Regions from separate parts of the Sus scrofa genome. Here region 1 is linked to region 2. A link is a contact called in public Hi-C data. All regions are on one chromosome and are shown on one strand. The core of a region is the stretch at or near the end of the contact, and the rest is flanking DNA. Distances in the headings are between cores, read along the strand shown.

Region 1 (5,556 bases), core at 2,699-5,198, 430 kb before region 2:
TCAGAAGTTATGCTCTCCCAGAAAGTAAAAAACTTTATAACAAGCCCAGTAACATGGAGGGAACAGAGCATTCTCTTTCAAGTTCTCTTTTACATTAATTACTTTGGACCAATACATGGCAAAAAAATAAAGCTTTGCAGATGTGGGTGACTTACATGGTATTTTAAGATCTAGTGTTTGCGTTGGGGTTTTTCTTAGCAGCTGAACATTTCCGATGAATGTTTCTGAAGTTACTGCAGACCATTTTCTTCCCATTCTATTATACTCTACTTCCACCTTTCAATGAGTGTGAATATGTAATGATGAAAATAACTACTATAAATAATGCATTGATTTTTTACATCTTCTTTCCAACAAAGGGAAAATTCATTCTGAGCCACAGGGAGAACAGGGTGGCAGCTGCTGCAATTTCTCAATAGCCAAGGATTATGGACCTTTTGGGAAAAAAAACAGTTTGTTCTCCTCTTTGGGATGGGGTGGGAGGGGAAGTGGAGAGTGGCCATGTCGTTCTATGACTCCACCCTGCTGCCATTTTTTACATGGGTCCTCCCCTAACTGAGTGTGGAAAAAGCTGGCAATGACAAGAGCGGTGTTCCTTTGCTTTCCCTTCTTTCTCAGGAGTTAAGGATCTTCAAGAAGATGGTAGAGGCAATGGTATGGATTTGCACAACCTTGGGCAGAAAATGGAATCATTTTACTCTTTGAGGCAAGGTATTAATTAAGTAAAATCTTGAGCTCATCCTCAAGGAATGGCTTCTCCTAGAAACAACATGGAATTTGGGGTCAGGAGACCTGGGATGAAGGCCCAGCTCTTCCACTTATGAGCTTTATCACTTTACTAAGGTAGCTTCACCTCTCTCTGGAATTAAGACCGTCATCACTGAATTATTTGTTTCTTCATTTCTTTATTTTCTCATGTGGATCCTCTTTCAGAACATTTGAAGCAGATTATGAAAAATTATATGTGCAGTAACACCTGAGGCTGATGATACAGAAATAGAAAAGCAGAACAAAGAAAAAGGAGAAAGCGTTCTAAACTCTACAGGTTGATATAATAGCCATAAATATTCATTACATTAGAATCTGAGATTCCTAGAAGCCAGGGCACGGAGGGAAAAATGAGGGTACATATATTTGGTTTTCATTAAGGAAAGTGAATATCAGTTCCTCTGAGGACATATAGCATTTTCCTGGCATCGCATTCTCCAAGAAATTGAAACCATATAAGGATAACAATGCCTAACTCCTGGGGTTGTTAAGTGCATTAAGTATATATAACAGCCTTTATAAATTGCAAGCTATTATTTAACACTAATTAATACATAAATATCTATTAAGCCTATTTCCAGAGACTGAAGTCAAAAGCAGAGAGCAGAGTTTTAATGTCTTACTTCTTTTTTAGTGGAAAGCATTTCCATACTGTACTCTATGTTTTCCTATCTTCCTTTCTTTTAGAGCAGGTCACACAGGGCATAATGGCAGAATAGCACTTTTAGAAGGGATTTGAGAGTTCATGACCGTAAATATCAATGACTGTAGTTTGCAGTAGCTATAGTTGTAGATAAATAGATAATTATAGGTGTGAGAAAATTATGTGGGATGAATGGAAAGGACTCAACCAAGGAGCCTTTTTCCTAGTTTGCTTTCTAGGGAACAAAAATGACCCATCTTAGTTTGCTTTTAAACGATTTGACTCTCATAAAGGTGGAATGAAACATGTGCAGATGTTCACCCCTTCAGCAGTGCAACATAGCTTGTTTTCTGTAAAACTGATTAGTGAACTCAAAGTTGAAGCAAGCAGCCTTCTAGCCAGTGATCTTCCCACCCCTAGACAATCTTCAAGGTCGTGTGTCTCTTCCTCCTCAATGACATTCACAACATCATTCTTTGTTTCCTGTTCCCAACTCAATGATCCAGGAGTATCTTCTTGTCAACTTATCATTCCTCCTTTACCTCATTTACCCAGTTTGAGAATGCAGTGTGCATAAGGAGCATGCCCTCATACTTTAAGAAGTTGACCAAGGACAAAGGGTATGGTCTATCCGAAGCCTGTTCAGCAATATTAACAATACTTAACCTTGACTATCAGTATAAAAGCTCACAGAATACTTCTGTTTTCAAACCAAACTTGACTCCACCTGATCACGTGCAGGAAAGCCAATCTACTGATGCCAGGTTGTGGTGAAGGGAAGTGCAGCTTTTATGGTAAGGTGCCAATACAGGGAGAATAGGTGGCTCATGTTCAAAAACCCAGAACTCCTCCGAAGGGTTTCAGCAAAACATTTTTAAAGGCCAGGTGAGGAGGGGCATCCAGGGTATACGATAAGCTCATGCACAGTTCTCTGATTGGTTGGTGGTGAAGTAAGAGGGTGATGTGACAAGGTCGAGCATTATCAATCCTTAGGCACTTGTAGGTCTGGGGACTCTACCTGCTCCTGTTCATCAAGTAGTTAATTTCTTTCGTTTGGTCAGGTTTTTGCCATCCCTAAAACAACTCAGGAAATATCCATCAGATACTATTCTCTGGGTACTTCAGAGAGGAGCTAAAGTAGAGCATGTGGGGGAGGCGTATGTCCCTGGAAAGCCCCATAGGTCCTGCTTGGTTACGCTTCCTTATATACAGTTTCATTTAATCCTCACAGTTACTATGTGTGTTAATTCTCATCTTCTCCATTTTGCAAATGGAGTGTGACATATCTGAACTTGAATCTTATTTCTGTCCCTTATTAGCTATGGGAGCTCAGGCAAACATTAATATTTTTATGAATCAATGTCCTCACCTATGAAAGATGAATAAACACTGTAAAAGGTAATATCTGTGAAGCATCTTCAGAGGGGCAGACATAGAGTAGGTACATAATAATGGTGATTGCTACTATTATGTTATCTGAACAGAACTCTTGTAGCCACAGAAAACTACAAAATATTACAATATTCTTGAGAGTCATAGGCATGTTCTAGTAAAAACTTTCCTTGGGTAACATAATTTTCATAGTAATACTTTGATCCATAGTTTAAATTAGTGGGTAACATTGTATGTGTTTTTTTTTTTAAAGAGCCCCAAACAAAAACCCATTTCTTGGGAATAAACCATAAAGTCTTCTAGGACTCTTTCCATGAAACTACCAAACAGTGATTAAATCTGTGAGAAGAATTTCTGTCTGAAACCAGGATTGGTTTGAGCTCTGCAATAAATGCAAGGCAGTTACAAGAGCTCTGAGTTTTAATCCTTAACATTTTCATATTATAGGAATCTTAACCATTGGTTCACAAATTACTATTTTTTTTTTTTCATTTTTTAGGGTTGCACTAGGGACATATAGAAGTTCCCAGGTTAGGAACTGAATCAGAGCTTCATCTGCCCATCTACACCACAGCCACAGCAAAGCCAGATTTGAGCCATGTCTGCAACCTACACCACAGTTTATGGCAATGCTGGATCCTTAACCCACTGCGTGGGACCAGGGATCAAACCCACATCCTCATGGATACTTGTCAGGTTCATTACCAATGAGCCACAATGGGAACTCCAAGTATTTTCTTATTTGATTATTCCAGAGGAATCAGTTTATTTTCTAAGTATCTTCTAGGTGAGAATTACCAAAATAGCCCAACCTCTTCAGGTTGGAAAATTGTTTAAAGGTGATTTATCTGAACACAAGCCACAGACATTTTCCAGCAACCTCCTAATGTGCAGTCTTTGTCACTAGTTACTTCCATTTCTTATGCCTCTCTTGCAGTGAGAAGATCAAAGCACTCCCTAAGTCTTCCATGCCTCATTCTAAGTGGGCAGCCATGGCCTTGAGAAAGTCACTAACTGTAGTCACCGTGTTCACTGATATAGTTCAGCTTTTCAGCCAGCACTGGGTCAGACTTAGGGAGCGCTTTGATCTTCTCACTGCAAGAGGCACATGGTCTCTGTGTCGAATGTCACCAGTGGCACTATTTCACAAGTTGTTGTACCCAAGTTGGCAGGAGGACTGGGCAAGAGTTAAAACTCAGAGTCAGGGATAGGTGTACACAAGCAAATACTCAGAGCCAAATACGCCGGTGCCAAAAGAAAGTTGTAATACAGGGAGCAAGATAAGATAGGGAGCCAGAGTCCAGCCCGGGGTTAGAGAGCAGGAACAGGCTGCATAGCAGCTGGAAAGCTGCTAAAGCTGTTCGTGTTGGACCACCTGCAAATGGCATAACTCATACACAGGAGCCCGTGGTGTCTCACAGACACTATGTACAGCAGAGATGATTCAGGATGCAAAGAATTTGAGCAACTACCATATCAAAGCTTTGCTATGTTACCAGGTAAATACACCTAAAACTCAATGGCTTAAAGCCAGCTCAACCAATGATAAATCACTATTTGTGTATGAAATGAAATATGCATTTCATTTTTGATATAACCATTCCCACTAATTTTGGAAAATTTTGAAATTTAATAGTTTTCCTTTTAAAAATTACTGGGTTTGATTCATTTGAGGATATTTAGCTAATTGGTCGAAGCATTCTTTCGTATTTTTAAAACATGCTCGTGATAACTTCATAGATGCTTCATTAAATGTGTCCTTTGTGTCCTGCTTTCTTTAATGAGTACTTTTACAAACTCTATAAATTGATTAAGTAAATTAACAAATACCTCTTTGCTTCCTTGTGATGAAGGATTACTGTTTTGTTGATCATAAAGAGAAGATCTGTTATGATGGTATTATGTATTAGACGTCAGGAACAATGAAGTGCAATGGAGGATTAAATTCAATGGAGGATTAAATTAAATATGAGATTAACTATAAAATCACAGTTCCCAGCATATGTTTTCTACTTTGTTAATACTTGTTCCTTTTACAGGAATGACAACTTCATGTTCATTACCAGATTGACTTGGTTGATATTTCATGTACCTCAGACTCACCAGATTTTTGCTAACTTTTCACTCCACATTGAATCCTACCAATCCCGCTTCTTATGATATGGAGAGGCGTGAAAGCAGATAAAGCAATATTCTTTAGAATCTGTGAGGTTCTAGTTTGTTTTATTTTTGTTTATTTCCCTAACTCCAGTTAGAAACAGCCTCTGGGAAAAGGATATTTCCACTTGACTCTATACTGGTTCCAGAGTTCCCAAGGCTAAACCTCGAGCCTTCTGTTCTCTCCCTTCTGGCCTCTGTGAGCAAAGGACGGAGGTATACCAGATGTCCCAAGGCTTGCCTTTCCCCACAGGACATGCTGTGGGCAAGGAAGCCAATTCAGTTATGCTCTAATGCCTTCTTTGCTTGAGCACCTCTCTATGGTGGCTGGCCAGATGAAGAGGTAGGGCATAAAGAGAAAAGAATTAACAAGATAAAGATACAGGATTGGAGTGTGCGAATGTGCAAGAAGAGACTGGAATTTATTAGAAGGAAAGCATTCAAGGTGAGCAGAGGGAAGGATCAATATATAGTCCTAGGTTGGTGAAAGAAAAAAATATGGTTTCGTTTGCCCATGCCTGCTTCTGCATAATTGCAAAGGCACGGTATCGGCTGCAAATATCTATAGAGAGACAGCATGGAGAGAATCAAAGTGA
Region 2 (6,190 bases), core at 1,673-4,172:
ATGAGACTGAAGTACTTTGCATGGTCTGGCACCTAGTAAAGGCTTAGTAAATGCGGATGACGTTGTACTGCTGTGAGTACTGACTTGTTCTTGGGTGGGATGTAGCCAAAATTCTATCCAGTTTAGTCCACAGAAGGTAGGTCTTCTAACAAAGAATAGAAGAAATAAGATGTCAGAGAAGAAGCCAGACCTTAGAAACCACAGTCTTGGTTCATGCTCCTCTATAACGTGTTTATTTCTCTTATTTCCTCGCCTTTAGGGAAGTCACATCAGCTTAGTAGTTAAGACTGCAGGCTCCGTAGAGCACATTGGTAACCTCGGTCCCCTGGAATTAGCTGGATATTTCCATACCAACCTCTCATCCTTTCCAATCCAGTTGGCACTGCTAATGATATAAAGCGAACATGTAGGCACTGTTCTAAATACTTTAATACTATCAACTCATTTAATCTCGCAGGCCAAAGAGGTGGCCTCTGTTTGTGCAGATGAGAAAAGGGAAGTGCAGACAGGTTACGTAACTTGCCGTAAGATGACACTGTTGGTAAATGGTGGAGCCAGAATTCAATCCTGGGCAGTTATACACTTTGTCCTCTTCAGTACTTCATCCTGATTCCACCAGAGGCTATAGGATTAGATTGAAGTTGTGACAGCTTTTCTGCAGTGGAGCTGTAGTAAAAAGGTAGGATGCCCTTCCTAGCAGTTCATCAGGGATCAAGAATTTGCTTTGGGCCTGAGGGTTTCACATCCCACCACCAGGCACCTGCTGTCCAGGTAGGTTCAGGAAACACTGAAAACCAGAGTGATTGCATTCTCTTGATGAACTATAAATGGTAGTCCTTAAAATACAAGATTCGAGCATCAGGTCCTTTAGTGCTTATATCCAAAGAAGGAAGAGTCATTCTTGTATTAAGGTATCTAAAAAGTTCTCACATGCTTAGCAAGAAAGCTAAATTAAGCCCTTGTTGCGTAAAATTATAAACATGCTGTCTGCCTCAGATGAGTAAGAGTATATAAATAGAACAGTTGGTGTACATGGCCTTAATATTATAGCTTCCTTTTTTCTATGTAATGTAAATCACCAAATGCAAGCATTTCTATCTGACATAAACTGTCAGTCTCAGAAGGGCCCATTGTAGGATTCAATACATGTTATGCAACAACCAAGACTGCCCTTTTTTTCAGCATGGTGATTTTTTTTTTTTTTCCTTGCCATATCCAGCGGTTAGTACTCAGGGCTGAAACCCTTAGTTATAGAACAAAGTGGCTTAGCAGTAATCGAGCCTGTGTGAGGCTAAGGGAAGAATAATGAACATTCCCTGCAAGCTTCCTGCCTGGATGCAGGTGCAGGAATCAGGAGGTCATGAATAATGCATGACATGCAGATTAGATGGTGGTTTCTCCTACTGGGGTTTTGACTTTGCTACCTGCCTGGCTGCTATATGTGGAAAGGAGGTAGGTGATGGCAAAAAAAAGTATCACGATTTAAAGACTCTGAGCTCACAGAAACACTGCATATTCTTTTGAAGAAATAAAACTAGGGGGGAGGGTAGCTGAAATGCAAACCTTTATGGTCTGTTTTACTGGGTAAAGTGAGCTCCAGGTTATCAATTTCCTCACTTTGGAAAGGGCAAAAAGCTTTCTTGTTTTACCATCTTAATTTAAGAAGGCTTATAATAAGTATTTGGTCATACAGAGACAATCAGGAATTCGTTGAAGACTGTTCAACTGTTACAGAAATTATCTACTTACAGTATTTGATCTATGGATCAATGAAGTTTTGCTAAAAGATACCATTACCTAGAGAATGTTGTAATTATAAGTTCAACAGACCCATTTTTTTCCATTGATATATGCAATAAGAAACATCAATAAGTGAATACTTCTCTATCATTGAACTTCACCTGGTGGAATTATCTTGATGAATAGAAATAGGGATAAGGAGGAAGTAATATGAGATAAACATTTAAAGGAAACAGAGTGAATTAAAGAACTGTGAGTATTTGGACTGTTACACCTTAACATTGTATTTAGGCACCAGGATTCTGAAATCCCTGGGTTGGTGGGGGGCGGGGTGTAGGGAAGGTTCAAGAAGATTTCCTGCATTTTCCCTTAGGTCAGGGGAGTTTTACTGGGGAAGACATTTTGGGGCTCACCATTCCATTTTGATGATTGTTTTTCAAGCAGACAGAGAAAAAGAAGAGAAGAAAGAAAGGAATCTTGCTACCTTGTGTATAATTCTTTGGCATTTTTCTTGCATGTTTGTTTGCGCACTCTCTCTCTCTCCAGTTGGGGGGACTGGAATATGAGCTGGCTTTCATTTCTAGCTGAGTCTGTCATTTCCGCTAGGCCCCAGGTTGGCCAGATGCCAAGACCAACAGGTGATCCTTGTAGCTGCAAAACAGCAGGAAGTGGGCCGAGCTTGAATGAGACAGTTCACCAGAGGGGCTGTCTGGCCTCTCTCCATCTTTCTGCATAATTAACATCCCCTCCCCCATATGGAGCAGAAAACCTGTGCTGAGCAGCTCAGCTGCAGCAGCCACTGAGCAGCACTGTGAGGAAAAGAATGTTAATAAGGGATGTTGGAAGAAATAAGCCTTCCGAGTGCAAAGTGCAGTCTGGCTCTGGGTTCACAGAAAGACTGCCGTTGGCTCTTCTGAGGGGCTAGAACTGTATTAGCTGTTTTGAAAGGATTTTCCCTCACTGAACAACTGCGAAGACCTAGGATGCTAATAAACCTTGGGGCTGGTGGTTCCGACTGGACTTGAAGAGCCCTTTAAAATCCCTGTTTTCTTTCTTGTCTTGAACATAAGAATGTCTGAGACACGAAGAGTAAAAGCAACAGGAGCTTAAAGCCTGCCTAGATCTCACGAACCCTGGTAGAGACGGAACAAAGCAGGAAGTTGGCCACGAGAACAGGAAGTAGAGTAAATTGTGTTGCCAGTAAGTGATCTGCAAAAAAGTGGAGGTTCATGGAGAGTCAAGGTAGTTCCTGCTTAGAAGATACTGGCGGTTCCTAGAAATTTAAGCTATTACCAGTGGGTGACTCCAACCCTGGAAGCTTGTAAAGCAATGTAGTCTTTGCTACCTTTTCCCCGTGGTTTAGCTAAAGTTTTGAATTGATTGCATCTCCCTTCCGGCTCAGAGCATCACATATAGAAGCTCTTTCTCCTGGAAATACCTATTCATCTATCCTTTCTCCCCCATCCCCCGTGCTTCTGTGCCTGGACATCTGAATGAAGCTATTGAAGTAAGGGAGAACTTTTTTTTTTCTTCTACCCTCTAAGGTTTAGTGTCTGAGGGCCTGCAAATTAAACTGACAAAAGATAGATTAGCAAGAGGAAAAAAACAGATTGTTTACACAAAAACATGTATACATGCATGTACTCAGTGGTGAGTAACTCAAAGGGGTGGTTAGAATGTGGAGTTTATAGGAGTCCCTTGGTGGCTCAGTGGATTATGGATCTGGCATTGTCACTGCTGCAGCTCTGGTTACTGATGTGGCATGGGTTCAATCCCTGGCCCCAGAATTTCTTCATGGTGTGGACTTGGCTTAAAAAAACTGAATTTGGGAGTTCCCATCGTGGCACAGTGGTTAACAAATCCGACTAGGAACCATGAGATGTCGAGTTTGGTCCCTGGTCTTGCTCAGTGGATTAAGGATCCGGCGTTGCCGTGAGCTGTGGTGTAGGTTGCAGACTCGGTTTGGATCTGTTGTTGTGGTTCAGGCAGAGGCTGGCGGCTACAGCTCTGATTGGACCCCTAGCCTGGGACCCTCCATATGCCACAAGAAGTGGCCCTAGAAAAGGCAAAAAGACAAAAAGACCAAAAAAAAAAAAAAAAAAAAAACTGAATTTGGAGCTTATATACCATCTTAACAGAGGTAATAAATGGTGGAGAAATACTTGTCAAAAGGAAAGAGGGCCTGGGGTTCTAGGGGAGCAAATTTTCGAAAGGTAACTAGGAAGTGTAGGGGGGAAACTAATGGAAAATAAGGGTGGTTTATGCCAACTCATCTCTGTACCATTTCTGGTGATGAGTTGTGCTTTGATCTCCTCCTCTTCCTGGTATGGGAGGGCGAACACCTTTACAAATGAAAATATCCTTAGCAAAACTTAAGTTTATGCCCTGCTGTTAGGTATATAAAGGGAACGTAGAGGCGTTCCCTGGTGGTGCAGCGGGTTAAGGATCCAGCGTTGTCACTGTGGTGCTGTGGATTCGATCCCTGGTCTGAGAACTTCCATGTGTTATGAACATGGCAAAAAAATATAAAATAAAAAATAAAGGGAAGGTAGGCAGCTTTCTGTGCCTGCAGTTTCTCAGTTGCTTTCCAATTGAAATAATCCTTATGCCAAAGGAGTGTACTTTGGGGTGGCTTATCCTGATCCCCTTCGTTATCTTGCTTTTTAGGGCTTTAAATCTACAGGTCGACTGAGGAAGTGTGTACTTAGACTGTCTCCTTTGTCCTCCTTGTGAGAACAGATAGCAGAAAAGGTTTATTCAGGGCCAACACCAGACCTTACATTACATTTTTTTTTTTTTTTTTTAGGGCTGCGCCTGCAGTATATGGAAGGTCCCAGGCTAAGGGTTAAATCGGAGCTGCAGCTGCCAGCCTGTGCCACAGCCACAGCAACACCAGATCCAAGCTGTGACCTACACCAAGCTCATGGCAATGCGGTATCCTTAACCCACTGATCGAGGCCAGGGATCGAACTCACATCTTCATGGATACTCAACAGGTTTTTAACCCGCTGAGCCACAGTGGGAACTCCAGCATTACTTTTATGTGCTCTTAAACCTGGCAAGGACTACATAGGCAACAGAAACTTTTTGTTGGCCTGAATGCATGAATTAACTTATTAAAACTGGTGGTCCTGCTTTTGGGGATCTTCACAGCGAACTTTGTGACAAATGCTGGTTATGGTGAAAGTGGTGGAACAGGAAAGAGAGGCTTTTGGTCTGCAGGTATTTAACTGCATCCATTTCCCAAGAGGTGATCAAGTTCCAGGGCATCTTATATGATGCAAATCTAAAGGAGACCATGTATCAGCCAGATCCCTTTGTATTCGTTCATTTATCATCAGGAATATGCTCTTGTAATGACTGGATTACTCTCATCTACCTGTAGGGTACATCCGTCCCCAGTGTCCAGGGTCCGGGGAAATCGAATGAATAATCAGAAGTTTGCTTGGTGAGTATACAGTTTAAGTTATGAGAATTTGTAAGTCTTATGGAAAATGTTAATAGGCTGTGTTAAAAGAGAATTGTTCTTGATTCTCTGTAGAGATTACATTTCTACTGACTAATTACCTTATCTCCCTTTCCTTTGGAAAGTCCTAAACAGACATCAAGAGTCCATTTCCAGCCAAACGTCTTCACTTACCAAAAACTGAGCATAACATTTTTTCCCTAACAGATATGGCTTGTTTCCCAGGATTATTAACTATTATATTTTTAAACAATGTTTCCCATTTTTGAAGATACTATAATTTTTTTTGGTGAGATTTAGACAACATTTCAGAGTTTTCTCAGGGACTAACTTCTATTTCTCATGAAGATTTTCATAGTAAATTAATCTATTATACTAATTTTGATGAGTACTATTTAGATGACTTGTTCTGACCTAAGCCTTAAATAACGAGGGATTTGGGGTTTTGTTTTTGCTTTTGCTTTTCAGGGCCACACATGTGGCATATGGAAGTTCCCAGACTAGGGGTCGAATCTGAGGTTGCAGCTGCTGGCCTGCGCCACAGCTCACAGCAATGCCGGATCCTTAACCCACTGAGTGAGGCCAAGGATCAAACCTGCATCCTCATGGATCCTAGTGGGGTTTGTAACCTGCTGAACCGCAAAGGGAACTCCCAGATTTGTGTTTTAATTTGGGGAGATATGAAGATCTCTCCCTGACTGGTTCTGGGACAGAAATAGGGGTGGAACTTACCAGAAATGATCTGAAAAATTACTTCAACTGTAGAGCGTTGACTACTGATTCTTTAAAGATGGGAATTCAAGTGTTTCACAAATGTTTCAAAGGAAACAAAAAGTAAAAGTAAATGTAGTTTTGAAATCCATGTTTGTTTACATTACTCCGTTCCACAAAATTAACCTTCCTTGGAAGATACCTTTAGTGTATCTTCAAAAAAAGGAAGGAAGGGAGGGAGGGTGGATGGAGGGAAAAGGAAAAAAAAAAAAG

The links. A called contact is a pair of places that touch in the nucleus more often than the background predicts.
Region 1: a contact with region 2 is called in a Hi-C map of psoas muscle, with 1.8 times the contacts expected there. The contact joins two enhancer-like sites. A contact is called at or near these places in 2 of 47 Hi-C or Micro-C datasets (embryonic fibroblasts and psoas muscle).

Annotation. Positions count from the first base shown.
Region 1 is chr11:46,497,608-46,503,163 of Sscrofa11.1, reverse strand. It overlaps a transcript of KLF12 not described here. Among named protein-coding and RNA genes, the nearest start is that of KLF12, 190 kb to the right of the region's middle. Within about 2 kb of position 3,948, at least 5 of the 83 cell types and tissues checked have an H3K27ac peak or open chromatin away from gene starts, as enhancers often do.
Region 2 is chr11:46,068,178-46,074,367 of Sscrofa11.1, reverse strand. KLF12 (Kruppel like factor 12) reads left to right here. Exons shown (of 7, transcript NM_001134347.2): 5 at 5,126-5,188. Among named protein-coding and RNA genes, the nearest start is that of KLF12, 240 kb to the left of the region's middle. Within about 2 kb of position 2,922, at least 37 of the 83 cell types and tissues checked have an H3K27ac peak or open chromatin away from gene starts, as enhancers often do.